Regions from separate parts of the Mus musculus genome. Here regions 1 and 2 are each linked to region 3. Evidence: chromatin contacts called from public HiChIP or PLAC-seq and promoter capture Hi-C data. All regions are on one chromosome and are shown on one strand. The core of a region is the stretch at or near the end of the contact, and the rest is flanking DNA. Distances in the headings are between cores, read along the strand shown.

Region 1 (3,708 bases), core at 145-2,644, 780 kb before region 3:
TATCCCTATGGCTGCTCACCCTAGATGGACAAGGATTACAGCACCTGCAGGGCCAAACAGCACACCACACATCTGCTAGAAACCAACCCACACCCTCGCGAGACCGCACAGCAGCCTGGCAGGGTCCTCAGTTTCCCGAACGATCCCAAGACTCAGGGGCCTCCCACCTCCCATCTGAGCTCAGATGACCCAGGTAAATGGGGCCCAGAACGGTCCCGCAGCCCCTCACTAAGTCCGCCTGGGGCCGCTGGCCTCTGGTTCCCACAGCTTTTCAGTTTCGGTTCTCCAAACTGCCCTCATTTCCTCACCTGTCGTGACAAGGCTGGCGCGGTCCTCTGTCTCTCCGCTCCCTCCACGCCGGGAGCCCCGCGCCACAAGCATTTAAATCGGCATGGCCCCTCCCTATGTTGACCCAAGTCCCTTCCCCATTGAGGGCGGTAGGCGGGGCTGAAAGCCAGGTTGGGCACCCCACAGGACAGGTGGAGTGGGCAGGTGAACACAAACTAAAGCATGGGGCAGGGCTACCTCTGAGCAACTCAAGCTGGGAGAGGCTGTTGAGTTGCAAAGTCCCTCCTTTCCTCCCTCCCTCCCTCCCTCCCTACTACAAGTCATTGAAAAAGAATGCGGGCCTGCTCTGGGTTGGGAGTGGAGAGCAACATGGGCTCTGTGGCTTTTGAATGAAGTTTGCAAGGGAAATGAAGACCCACCAAAGAGAGTTTCAGTTCCCCAAACTCCTCTTTATTGCTGAGAGTGAGAGACATGCCGGGACAGTGGCGGTGCACGCCTTTAATCCCAGCACCTGGGAGGCAGAGGCAGGCAGATTTCTGAGTTCGAGGCCAGCCTGGTGAGAGACCCAACCCCACTCTGTGTGCTCCAAGCTCCTGCTCAGTCCCTGAGCATGCTCTGCCACGGTTTCCTGTCCCTATCTTCTGGATCTTGGAGTCTTCACAGCTCCTCAGTGGACTGCTCTGAGGTTTTGACCTTGTAGGAGCTGGAGTCTCTGCGGTCTTTGACAATTGGCAGCCCTGTCTGCAAGGGGTGGCCAGGCTTCATCTCACCATTCAGCTCCCTGACATTTCCCACCCCCCTGGGGCTCAAATAAGTTCCTCAGTCCATCTGAAGGACCCAGCATCAGGAGAACCTAGCATCAGGAGGACCTAGCATCAGGAGGACCTAGCTCTGAAGCCCATCCCAGCTCTCACCTTCAGAGACAGGGGTCTGTTAGTGCCCATTTGGTTGGAGGTCCAGAGCCTCAGGGTGATGACCTCAGGGGCTGGCACACTAGGAGTCCAGCACAGGAACCTTTCGTGGATCTTCTGGCTGGTTCTCCCCTTTGCTGCTCAGAGATCCCATGTCGCTAGGCCAAAGCAGATGGCACACCTCTCCTGCCCATCCACCACCACCACCACCACACCCTGATGACTTACATGTCCTGTCCTACCCCAGCTCTCACCTCTGACTGGGTCATTTTTGACCAGAAATTCATCCAAAGCTGCCCAACCACCTCCAACACGAACCATCATGGCTCCTCGAGCTGCCTATGGAGCCAGAGGTGGGGGGAGTGGGGTTATGACACCAAGCCTTCAATACAGGGGTTGGGGCAGTTCCTGGGGCTCTGTCCTCCCCACCGTTACAGGCCCACACTCACACCTGCTTACCAAGGCTCCCTGGACCTTGGGCCTGCCTCTGGCCCCTGATGCACTTGACCCTTCTGGGTTTCTTGCTCTGACCACGCTATTGGGCTGTTTCTGGCCACTGGAGAGCCCTGGCTTGAATGTGATGGAGACCTTGTGGAGAGGCCCACGTCTCCCCCAGTTATAGCTAGGCCAGCCTTGTCCCACGCTGTCCTGCTCCTCAGTTGACAGGAAGCTATCTGCAGGATCCTACTGGGAAATGTTTCAATGCTGCCTGTGGCTTCGGGTACAAAGCACACCCCAGACCACTTTATTTTATGACCAAGTCAATACAGATAGTGTCTTTACAAGACCCTGGTGTATGTTGGCTCCTTGCTGGGAGGTAAGACCAAGTCCTTTTCATGTGCCCAGATCTATGGATCTATCTGCCCTTACCTGTACCTGGTGGCCCTGTTCCAGCCGTTCCCACTGGTCCCTTTTGTCCTCGCTCCTCTTGCTATGCTCTGGCTTCCTAAGACTCCAGTTCTCCATGACCTCTGACCACCATGGCCTCCAGCTCAGTTCTTTTGGAATCTTCCCCAGGAGGCAAGCCTTAGCTCTACTCGCCAGATCCCCAGGCGGCTCCTGGTCAAGACTCATCAAAGCCAGTATCTCCCTTGGGGCTCGAGTCCAGTACTTTGGGGTGAGGGCCGGAGGCATCTCCTCTAACAAGCTGTGGGCTTGTACCACCTATGCATTAGGGGGAAATGTTAGGGAACTTGGAGGACCCCATGCCAAAATTGCCCACCACTTCACCACCTCTCTTGAGCCAACGTCCTCATCCCCCAGAGCCTCTTAGAAGTTCTGCCCAGCACTTTAGGCCTTCCAGCACCTCCAAATGGTCTTACAGAGGGTGTGGCTCAAGGACAGATGTGTCCAGTATCAATAGGCTAACCCTGGATTGCTACACAGTTACAGTACAGGCCAGAGCCTCTGGCCACTGGTCCCACCTTGATCCCCAAGGGTTCCGCTTGGCTCAGTCTATGGGGGCACAAGACCAACTTCTCTACAAGGTGGCCCACAAGCAGCAGCACCCCTTCCAGGGTGTGTATCCTGGAGAAGAGATGAACAGCCATGAGCAGGGTAGAGGGCCAGTGTGAGTGGGGTGGGAGCAGCTGGTGAGCAGGCTCACCTCTCGCAGGAGGGGCTAGACATGGCAGCCCGGCAGCCCTGCAGGTCCATCAGCAGGCCCAAGTGGCAGGTGCTCCCATAGTCAGCAGCTCCTCTCCTTCCTAGCCATGACACTGCCAGGGTTTGCTGTTCCCACAGGAACTCCTGCCGTCAGAGTAGCCTGATGTACTATCGGTTTTCAGAGCGGGAAAAGTTGAAGGGCAAAGTCTTTTTGCCTCCGTGGGTCTCAGATCTTGAGCCCTCTCCCTTACTCTGTTCATCTAGTGCCTTGCACTGTTCATCACCTTAGCAAGAGGACCACACATGCTGGCCCAGTCCTTCTACCCCTAGGCCTCTTCAGTGTAGGGAGGGCAGCCACACCCCACATTGTGCTGATGCTCAGAGCAAGGTGAAGAAAGCCAGCAAGGTCCTCCCTGTGGTTGAATTGTATCCACCATCACCACCGCCCGTTCCCATGATGAAGTGCCAGCCTTAGAGAGAGGCAGTTGCATGTATAACTAGCAGTTATACATGTGATCACAGTGGAATGTAGGCATCGATGTGACTGCTGCCCTTAAAAAAGATGGGGGTTCCCCAACAACTGGAGCAGGGACTGTCCTGTTCCCCTAAGACTGCCTTGTCCGGTCTTAGTGGGTGAGGATGCGCCTAGTCCTGCAGTGACTTGATGTGTTAGGGTGGGTTGATTCAGGAGGGGCCTCCTCTTTCTCAGAGGAGAAGGGGAAGGGGGGCTAGATGAGGAGGGACCTAGAGGAGGAGGGGGGAGATGTAAAGTGAATAAATAAATAGATTAAGGGGGGAAAGAAGGGGGATTTGGGGACTGGGAAGATAGCTCAGCTGGTAAAGTATTTACTGAAAAGCGTAAGAGTATGAGTTTGATCCCCTAGCATCTATGTAAAAAACAAAC
Region 2 (3,971 bases), core at 211-2,710, 890 kb before region 3:
GGCGTAACACATTAGCAAGTCCAAGTGTGACAGAGATTGGAGGTGGGGACACTCCTATGTCTACTGGCCCTAAGAAGAGTGCTCCGACTTCCCTCTGGGGCATTGCCCTGACCTAAGGCTGTTGCTTTTCCTTCCTGTCTGCAATGTGAGGCGTGGCACACTGTTCTGGGGAGATGGAAGCAGAGCACCTGGGGTCTGATGCGGGCCTGTCTGCTTGGACAGGTCTCAGACTGGAGCCAGCTCTCCTAGGCAGCATTCCCACACTACCTGGGGATCCTAGCATGCTCACGCTGAGGGGACACTTCCTTGTATAAGACTGAGAACTGATACTGTCTAGCCAGTGGTGAGAACCCTCAGAGACACATGGGTTGGGAAGTGGCCTTAGTCCTGAGCGGCCACTGTGGTACCTGACCTCACAGAAGTCACACACGACCTTAAATGCCCTTACAATCATTCACTGGTACACATCGCCCCTTGACGATAGACGGGGCGGTGACCACTCCTATCAGCGATGAATCCAACAGCCTGCTCACTGACATCTGCCTATCCAAGTGGGGCCCTGCTTAAGGAAGGAGCCTATCCCACCCAAACCAGTGACTCAGCAGGAATTTTTTGTTCCTGACCTCCTACCTGAAGCTAGCCCCAGGCCCTTCACCACAAGTAGGGCAAGAAAATGACCCTTTCCTCTCCTGTCTGGCAGGAGGTAGTAGTGTTCCTGGGTCTGGAAGGGGGATCCATGGTTGAGGACCTTAGGCTACTACACAAAGAGGATGACAGGATGATTGTGATCAAGAAGGATTGGGGTTGTGGGGGACAAGAAGAACCTAGGAAGACCGGAAGTCGATGAATTATACAGCTTTCAGGTTAGGCACTGCAAGGCCCAAAGGTGTTACTGTACCCCAGGAAGTTAGCGGCTACCCAGGCCAGGTATCTTATCTGCCGATCCAGTCCAGGGATATGAGATCAGGAGTTAGGAGAGTCCAGTTTTCCCTGCCTTCCACACAAGGACCCAGCCCTAGACACCCCGGTTCATGGCGGCTCGGGGAGAGGCTCCGGGAAAGGTACAGGTCATGTCCTGACAATACCTAGGCCGCCAGAGCGAATCGCACTGTTCAGTCTCCTACTTGCCAGCGTGACCCTGGAAAATCCCTCACCCAGTGCCCCGGAGCGCAGTCTCCCTGTCTCCCACCCAGTCCCAAAGCACGCGCTCACTGCACCGCCCGGCCCAGGTCCAGAGACCAGACCCAGGTGGCACCGCGCGGAGGCCCGAGCCTCCCGTCCCGTGTGCCTCGCCCCGCCGTGCTGTGCCCGGCCCGCTCCGGGGCGGGAGCCCTACCTGGCCAGGTGAGCGGGGTTTCGGCACAGGGGCAGCAGGAGCCCACCGCCGCCCAGCGGCCTCGCGGTCCCGTCCGTCCGACAGCCACTCCCCGCCGCGGCCCGCCCGCCCGTTCGGCCTGATTCACGCGCCCGCCCCCGCCCCGCCCGCGCTCTGCCTCCTGCCTGTCCGGGCAGCACCTGGGCGGGGCGGCCCCACCCCGACGCGCCCGCATTCCTGCGCCCTCCGCGCCCCGGACCCCGGCCGCGATCCCGGGTTCCCAGTGTGGCTTCACTGGCGCCCCCAGCCCACACCCCAACCCCGACCCCTGAGCGCTCTGGTGGAGCCCCAGAGCTGCGCTCCGGACCCTGGCCAGCGCCGCTCCGGATTTCTAGAGCCTCGTCTTTCCGGACACTGAAGCCCCTTGAACCTATTTGAAAACCGATCGCTCAAAGCCCCTACTGCCGACCCCTGACCCTCGCCCCGGAAGTTGGGGTAACTCGGAAGTTCCGGCTTAGTCGCTAGGAAACTGGCCAGCTCGACGCGAGGGGCGGAGCTTCTGGCCTCTGTGTTGCGAGAGGCAGGTGAGGCAGGTGAGGTCTCAGACGGGGGGGGGGGGGGGGGGTGTTTGGGTACCCATCTCACTCAAGTGACCGCCCTACCGTTCGCAGACACACCTCTAGTTTCCCCAGTCCACTCCCCGCAGGCTCATCTTCGCGCATGAGACCGACAGCATAGGAACTCCACGGACCTCCCCACTCATTTGCCCAACCATAAAGGTTCCTGCGCACTCACCCGTACCCATGGGACCCCTCAGGCACAAGGGAATCTGGAGTGATCCGCCAGCAGAAGCCCCTCTGCCACACAGAATCCCGCAAACCAATCGTACCCCCCAAGTCCCCATCTCACATGAGGATCACTCTCTAAACTGCTCCAACAGTGTCGGTCCTGGCACCCACTGATCCTTTCCTGTGCAAACCAACTGAAGACACAAAGGTCCCGTCTTAATACATGCACATTAAAAGAGGCTGCACCCAAGATGCTGCAAGTACTGGATCCTCTACAGACAGGGAACCTCATGGTTGTATCGACCCCAACACATCACCCGTACACCTAAGGACTTAGTTCCTCCTAGAGCCCTAATCTACCCAGCCCTCCCTCCAACCCACTCCTCTACGCATGCCGTGCCCTGAACTCAGTCACATGTCCAAGCCAGCTTCCTACCTACCACTTCTCCTGTCCTAGATTCTCAGTGTCTGCCACCTGCCTGAACATTGTCCGTAAGACAGCTTACTTTCAGTCACTTTCTGGTCCTACTTTTAGGATAACATTTCATTAACTCCATCCCCAAATGCACTCTGGAGCCCTGCGGCCCCAGCCTAGTGGGTACATAAGTGTATGGAGTCAGCGATTGCACTACCCGCTTTCCTATTCATTGGCCCTGTGAGGGGTTCTAGGGCACTGGAAGACCCTACTAAAACAGGAGCGGAAAGTTCTTCCAAGAGGAGTGAATGGGGGGCCTGCCTTGTATACTAGGGAGAAGGGCATTGCTTCCAGAACCAGACAGCAGAGATTCCCAAGGCCAAGAAGGAAGAGGGTTTGCGGGTGGGGAGGGGCTGTGTTCAGCAGACCCACGTTGGCAGTAGTTGAAAGCAAGTCCGCAGAGCTCAGGCTGTTGAGCTTCTAGCCCAGCGATTTAGAGGATGGTGTTAGAACACAGAAGGACAGGCAGATCCAGAATTGTAGAGGACGGGGGTACCAGCATAAAGGGACACATCCTCTTGCTAGGTATCCTTCCTCGAGCTACTGGGCACATCCTTAGACCACCAGGGGCGGGCAGGTGGACCAAGAAGCTGGCTGGGGGACATGCTGGAGGTCTATGCTCCTGCTGCATGTTCATCCAGGGCCGGGGCAGTATTCCCACTGCCTTGTTCGCTGCCCTCCTGAATGTACCATCCCTGGACTTTTCCTTCCCACCCCCAGGAGAATGAGCACTAAGAAGGGGGGGCCCAAAGCTGCATCAGGGAAGGGGCAGGCGCTCCTCCCTGGGTCCAAGCTTCGAGCTACTGCTGGTGAGTGCCCCCTCTGACCTCCAGGGCACTACCCCAACACTGACCACGAGACCACTAGGCACACAGAAACCCTTTCTCTCCAAGTGGTTTCCAAGAGATCTTTCAGTTGGGCGTGGAATGATAGATTTGTGACTCAAAGCTCAGATGTCCACTGCACCCCGAACTTCTAGAGCTGGAGAAGGGGTGTGGGTACAGTGCTCAGGAGGGTACAGTGTTAGGGTAAGGAGGAGATTGGAGGGGCAGATAGCTTAAAAAAAATATCGAAGCAGGTCGTTGGTGACGCACACTGCCACCAGCACTCAGGAGGCAGAGGCAGGCGGATCTCTGAGTCTGAGGCCAGCCTGGTCTACAGAGTGAGTTCCAGGACAGCCAGGGTTACACAGAGAAACCCTGTCTGGAAACGACAACAACAGCAACAAAGCAATATTGAGAAAAAGCAGGCCTTGATTCTGAGTTGGGAATCTTCATGCTAAGTGGTTGTCTATTCACCATCCCACAGTCCTGCCTTCCCCTTCAGACTGTTTGTCTGTAAGCACCTCCAGGAAGGATGAAGGGTTACAGCCAGCCTGGGCTGGCTCCTGCAG
Region 3 (3,437 bases), core at 521-3,020:
TAATAGAGTAGAGGTGAACCCTAACTTTTTGGCTGAGTAGCAGTCTCCAGTGTCAGCTATGGATAATTTCTTCTGGGAAGTGGAGCCTGAGAACCTGAACTTAATTTTAACTTATGAACAAAATGGAGACTGGATACAAAATGGCTCCAGTTATGTTAAATAGAGAGCAGGCTCCACACTCTCCCTTAAAATACCACCAGCCGCCGGGCGTGGTGGCGCATGCCTTTAATCCCAGCACTCGGGAGGCAGAGGCAAGTGGATCTCTGAGTTCCAGGACAGCCTGGTCTACAAAGTGAGTTCTAGGACAGCCAGGGCTACACACAGAAACCCTGTCTCGGAAAAACAAACAAACAAACAAAATGCCACCAGCCATGGTGACCTCTGTCTCCACATGCACACATATGCACATGCATTTACACATACATGTGTACCCACACACACGTGAGCACACACAGAAATGCACATCCCCTTCGCTAAAAAAAAAAAAAGATCCCCAAACAAAAGGCTTTTATGAACATATATTAGATATAGGTTGAATTTTGTTCTTCAAAAGATATCCTGGAGTCCTAAGATCTCCGGAACCTGAGAGTAAATGAGACACTATTTGGAACAATGGTCCTGGTAAGTGAAGTCATGAGAATGCTTACAGGAAAGTCGAAATCCCACCTAAAGATGGAGGCAGTGAGCCAGGAAGTGGTGGCATGGCACATGCCTTTAATTCCAGCATTCAGGAGCAGAAGCAGTCTGTCTGGAGACAGAGATTAGAGTGATATATCCAAGCTAAGGAATGTCAAGGATGTTTGGCTGCAAGCTAATGTTGCAAGGGGCTCAAGAACATGGTCCTATCAACACTTAGAGCTTCTGGAACCATTATATTTCTGCTATATCACGAAATTAATTTTGGCTGCTTAGGAAGTGTGTGTGTGTGTGTGTGTGTGTCTGTGTGTGTTATTTATTTAAGATGGAATCTCTGTGTAGCCCTGACTGGCCTAGAACTCACAGAGATCTCTTTGCCTCTGCCTCCCAAGTGTTGGAATTAAAGGTGTACACCATAACGCCCAACTTCCTCCAATCTCTGATGAAGCAACACACCAAGTTCTTCAGGTTGACCTTGAACTCACTCTGGAGCCCAGATTAGCCCTGCCTTGGGTTTGCGATCATCCTGTCCCAGGCTCTTCCGATCACTCGCTTATATCACCAGGGCTGGGTCATTAGCCATTCATACCATCCTTGATAAAACGTCCAGACTTTGCCGGCAAAATTAATCACCTACCCCAAAAGCTTCTTGGGGCTATAATGCATATACCACACAAATTTACCCCCCCCCCCCACTTCTGCGGGGAATTCTGTTTGGTTTATTGAAATTGTTTGGGTTTGTTTGTTTGTTTGTTTGAGACAGGGTATGTAGCGCTGCCTGTGCTGGAACTCTGTGTAGACCCGACTGACCTTGAACTGTTTCTGCCTCCTAGTGCTCGGATTAAAAGACGTGGGCCGCCGCCTAGACCATCTAAGTATTTTAAAATATGCAATTCGTTGGCATCAACCACAATAATTCTTACGTCTGTTCTTCACATGGGGCTGCACAGGCCAGCAGAATCCATGCATCCCACACGGAAGCTAACTGAACTTTCCTCTCGCTTCCCAAAACACTGTTAGAAGGCAAGCGACCGGGCGGCGCATGCGCTCGGCTCCCGGGACCACAGAGAGCCACGGTCGCGCTTTCCTAGAGCGGCCCGGAAGTGTCTAAGTGGCACTTCCTGAGACTCGGCCAAGTTTCAGCTGCTGCCAGCCACAGCCAGCTCCTGCGGATAGCTTCCTCCAGGTGCAGAGGGCGTTCAAGGCTTAGTTTGTATTTGTAATGTGTGATTTAGGTCTTCCAGAGCTATGATGAGGATTCAGGGTTTGGGGGGGTCCTCGTTCCCTATTTATGTAGGATTTTGGTGCGCGCTTCAGTTTCTTGGTTCTTTTCCCTGCCAACTGTTAAATCTCCGGGACGCCTCCCTTCTGCTAGACTCAGGCGGGCTCCTTTGCCGCAAGGTCTCAGGGCCACCTCCAAAGCATGCATCCTATTTGCTATCTATCCTTGGTAGACAGGCGGGTGGGAGCCCCTCATCCACCCCCAGTTTTTAGTACATGAAGCTCCCGAGTAGGAAGTCACTTGTCTCTCCTTCACCTCTCCAGGCTACTGTGGTTAGTACCTTCTCTCCGGCCTGGTCAAGAAAGGGAAAGGAAGGATGTCTGCGTTGGGGGCTGCGGCTCCATACTTACACCATCCAACTGACAGTCACAGCGGCCGGGTCAGTTTCCTGGGTTCCCAGCCCTCTGCAGAAGTGACGGCAGTGGCCCAGCTCTTGAAGGACTTAGACAGGAGCACCTTCAGAAAGTTGTTGAAACTCGTAGTCGGGGCCCTCCATGGGAAAGACTGCAGAGAGGCCGTGCAGCACCTTGGTGCCAGCGCCAACCTGTCAGAGGAGCGTCTGGCCGTCCTGCTGGCGGGCACACACACCCTGCTCCAGCAGGCTCTCCGGCTGCCCCCTGCCAGTCTGAAACCAGATGCCTTCCAGGACGAACTCCAGGAACTTGGCATTCCCCAAGATATGATTGGAGATCTGGCCAGTTTGGCATTTGGGAGTCAACGCCCTCTTCTCGACTCTGTAGCCCAGCAGCAGGGATCCTCGCTGCCTCGTGTGTCGAATTTCCGGTGGCGGGTGGATGTGGCCATCTCAACCAGTGCTCAGTCCCGCTCCCTGCAACCGAGTGTTCTCATGCAGCTGAAGCTCACAGATGGATCGGCACACCGCTTCGAGGTGCCCATAGCCAAATTCCAGGAGCTGCGCTACAGCGTGGCGTTGGTCCTTAAGGAGATGGCAGAGCTGGAGAGAAAGTGTGAGCGCAAACTGCAGGACTGAACCCTGGTACTGTGGGGTGCTGAAGCTGGTACCAGAACCCAGCCGCACTGGTGATGAGGATGTAAGAACATATTTTAAGTGAAAAGACAGCTGGGACTTTTGGGTTTTGTTTTACAAGTAAACAGCTGGGCTGAGGCTGGAGAATGTGAAATGTAAGGCCGGCCTGGCTGGGTTTTACGTAGTGAGGCTCAGTTTCGAATTAAAGAGGTAAAGCAACTATTAAAAACATGTTATTCTATTAGGGAATTAAACCTACCTGTCCCTTCCCCAGCTGTGCTCCTGGATGAGACGATGTGCAGAGCTAAGTCCAGATGAAGATCTCTTACAACATACAACATGGTTGCTCAGCATGGCTGAACTCTGCCCATTTGCTTTCCTAAGTCCTGTGCTTTGCTGCGGACGTGTTTATTCTTTTGCCCTAAATTCCTGCTTTCCTGAAGCTGACATCCTAGTGGAAAGATCAGAGGGGGTGGGGGGAAGACATTACAAATACTAAATATGCATTAAATAATGTTTGGTATATATAAC

The links. Promoter capture Hi-C pulls out the DNA fragments that hold promoters and counts their contacts. HiChIP or PLAC-seq counts read pairs in DNA pulled down with a chosen protein or histone mark.
Region 1: a FOXA1 HiChIP or PLAC-seq map of pancreatic cancer cells shows a contact between it and region 3. The contact joins the promoter of Eppk1 here to the promoter of Commd5 in region 3.
Region 2: a contact with region 3 is called in a promoter capture Hi-C map of the SN4741 cell line, with 5 times the contacts expected there. The contact joins the promoter of Fam83h here to the promoter of Commd5 in region 3. A contact is called at or near these places in 3 of 39 promoter capture datasets (the SN4741 cell line, embryonic stem cells and liver) and 1 of 115 datasets of contacts at active chromatin or transcription factors (pancreatic cancer cells).

Annotation. Positions count from the first base shown.
Region 1 is chr15:76,118,801-76,122,508 of GRCm38.p6, forward strand. Eppk1 (epiplakin 1) reads right to left here and starts at 1,395. Exons shown (of 3, transcript NM_144848.2): 1 at 309-1,395. It overlaps BC024139 (cDNA sequence BC024139), which reads right to left. Exons shown (of 16, transcript NM_001142968.1): 10 at 2,806-2,948; 11 at 2,624-2,726; 12 at 2,070-2,363; 13 at 1,659-1,883; 14 at 1,454-1,538; 15 at 1,203-1,336; 16 at 717-1,029. The coding sequence ends at 946. Gm52196 (a long non-coding RNA gene) reads left to right here. Exons shown (of 3, transcript XR_003951574.1): 3 at 1-348.
Region 2 is chr15:76,008,038-76,012,008 of GRCm38.p6, forward strand. Fam83h (family with sequence similarity 83, member H) reads right to left here and starts at 1,461. Exons shown (of 5, transcript NM_001168253.1): 1 at 1,337-1,461. It overlaps Iqank1 (IQ motif and ankyrin repeat containing 1), which reads left to right and starts at 1,832. Exons shown (of 14, transcript NM_001370920.1): 1 at 1,832-1,908; 2 at 3,299-3,387. The coding sequence starts at 3,303.
Region 3 is chr15:76,898,171-76,901,607 of GRCm38.p6, forward strand. It overlaps Commd5 (COMM domain containing 5), which reads left to right and starts at 1,771. Exons shown (of 2, transcript NM_025536.2): 1 at 1,771-1,822; 2 at 2,182-3,127. The coding sequence starts at 2,235. The coding sequence ends at 2,909.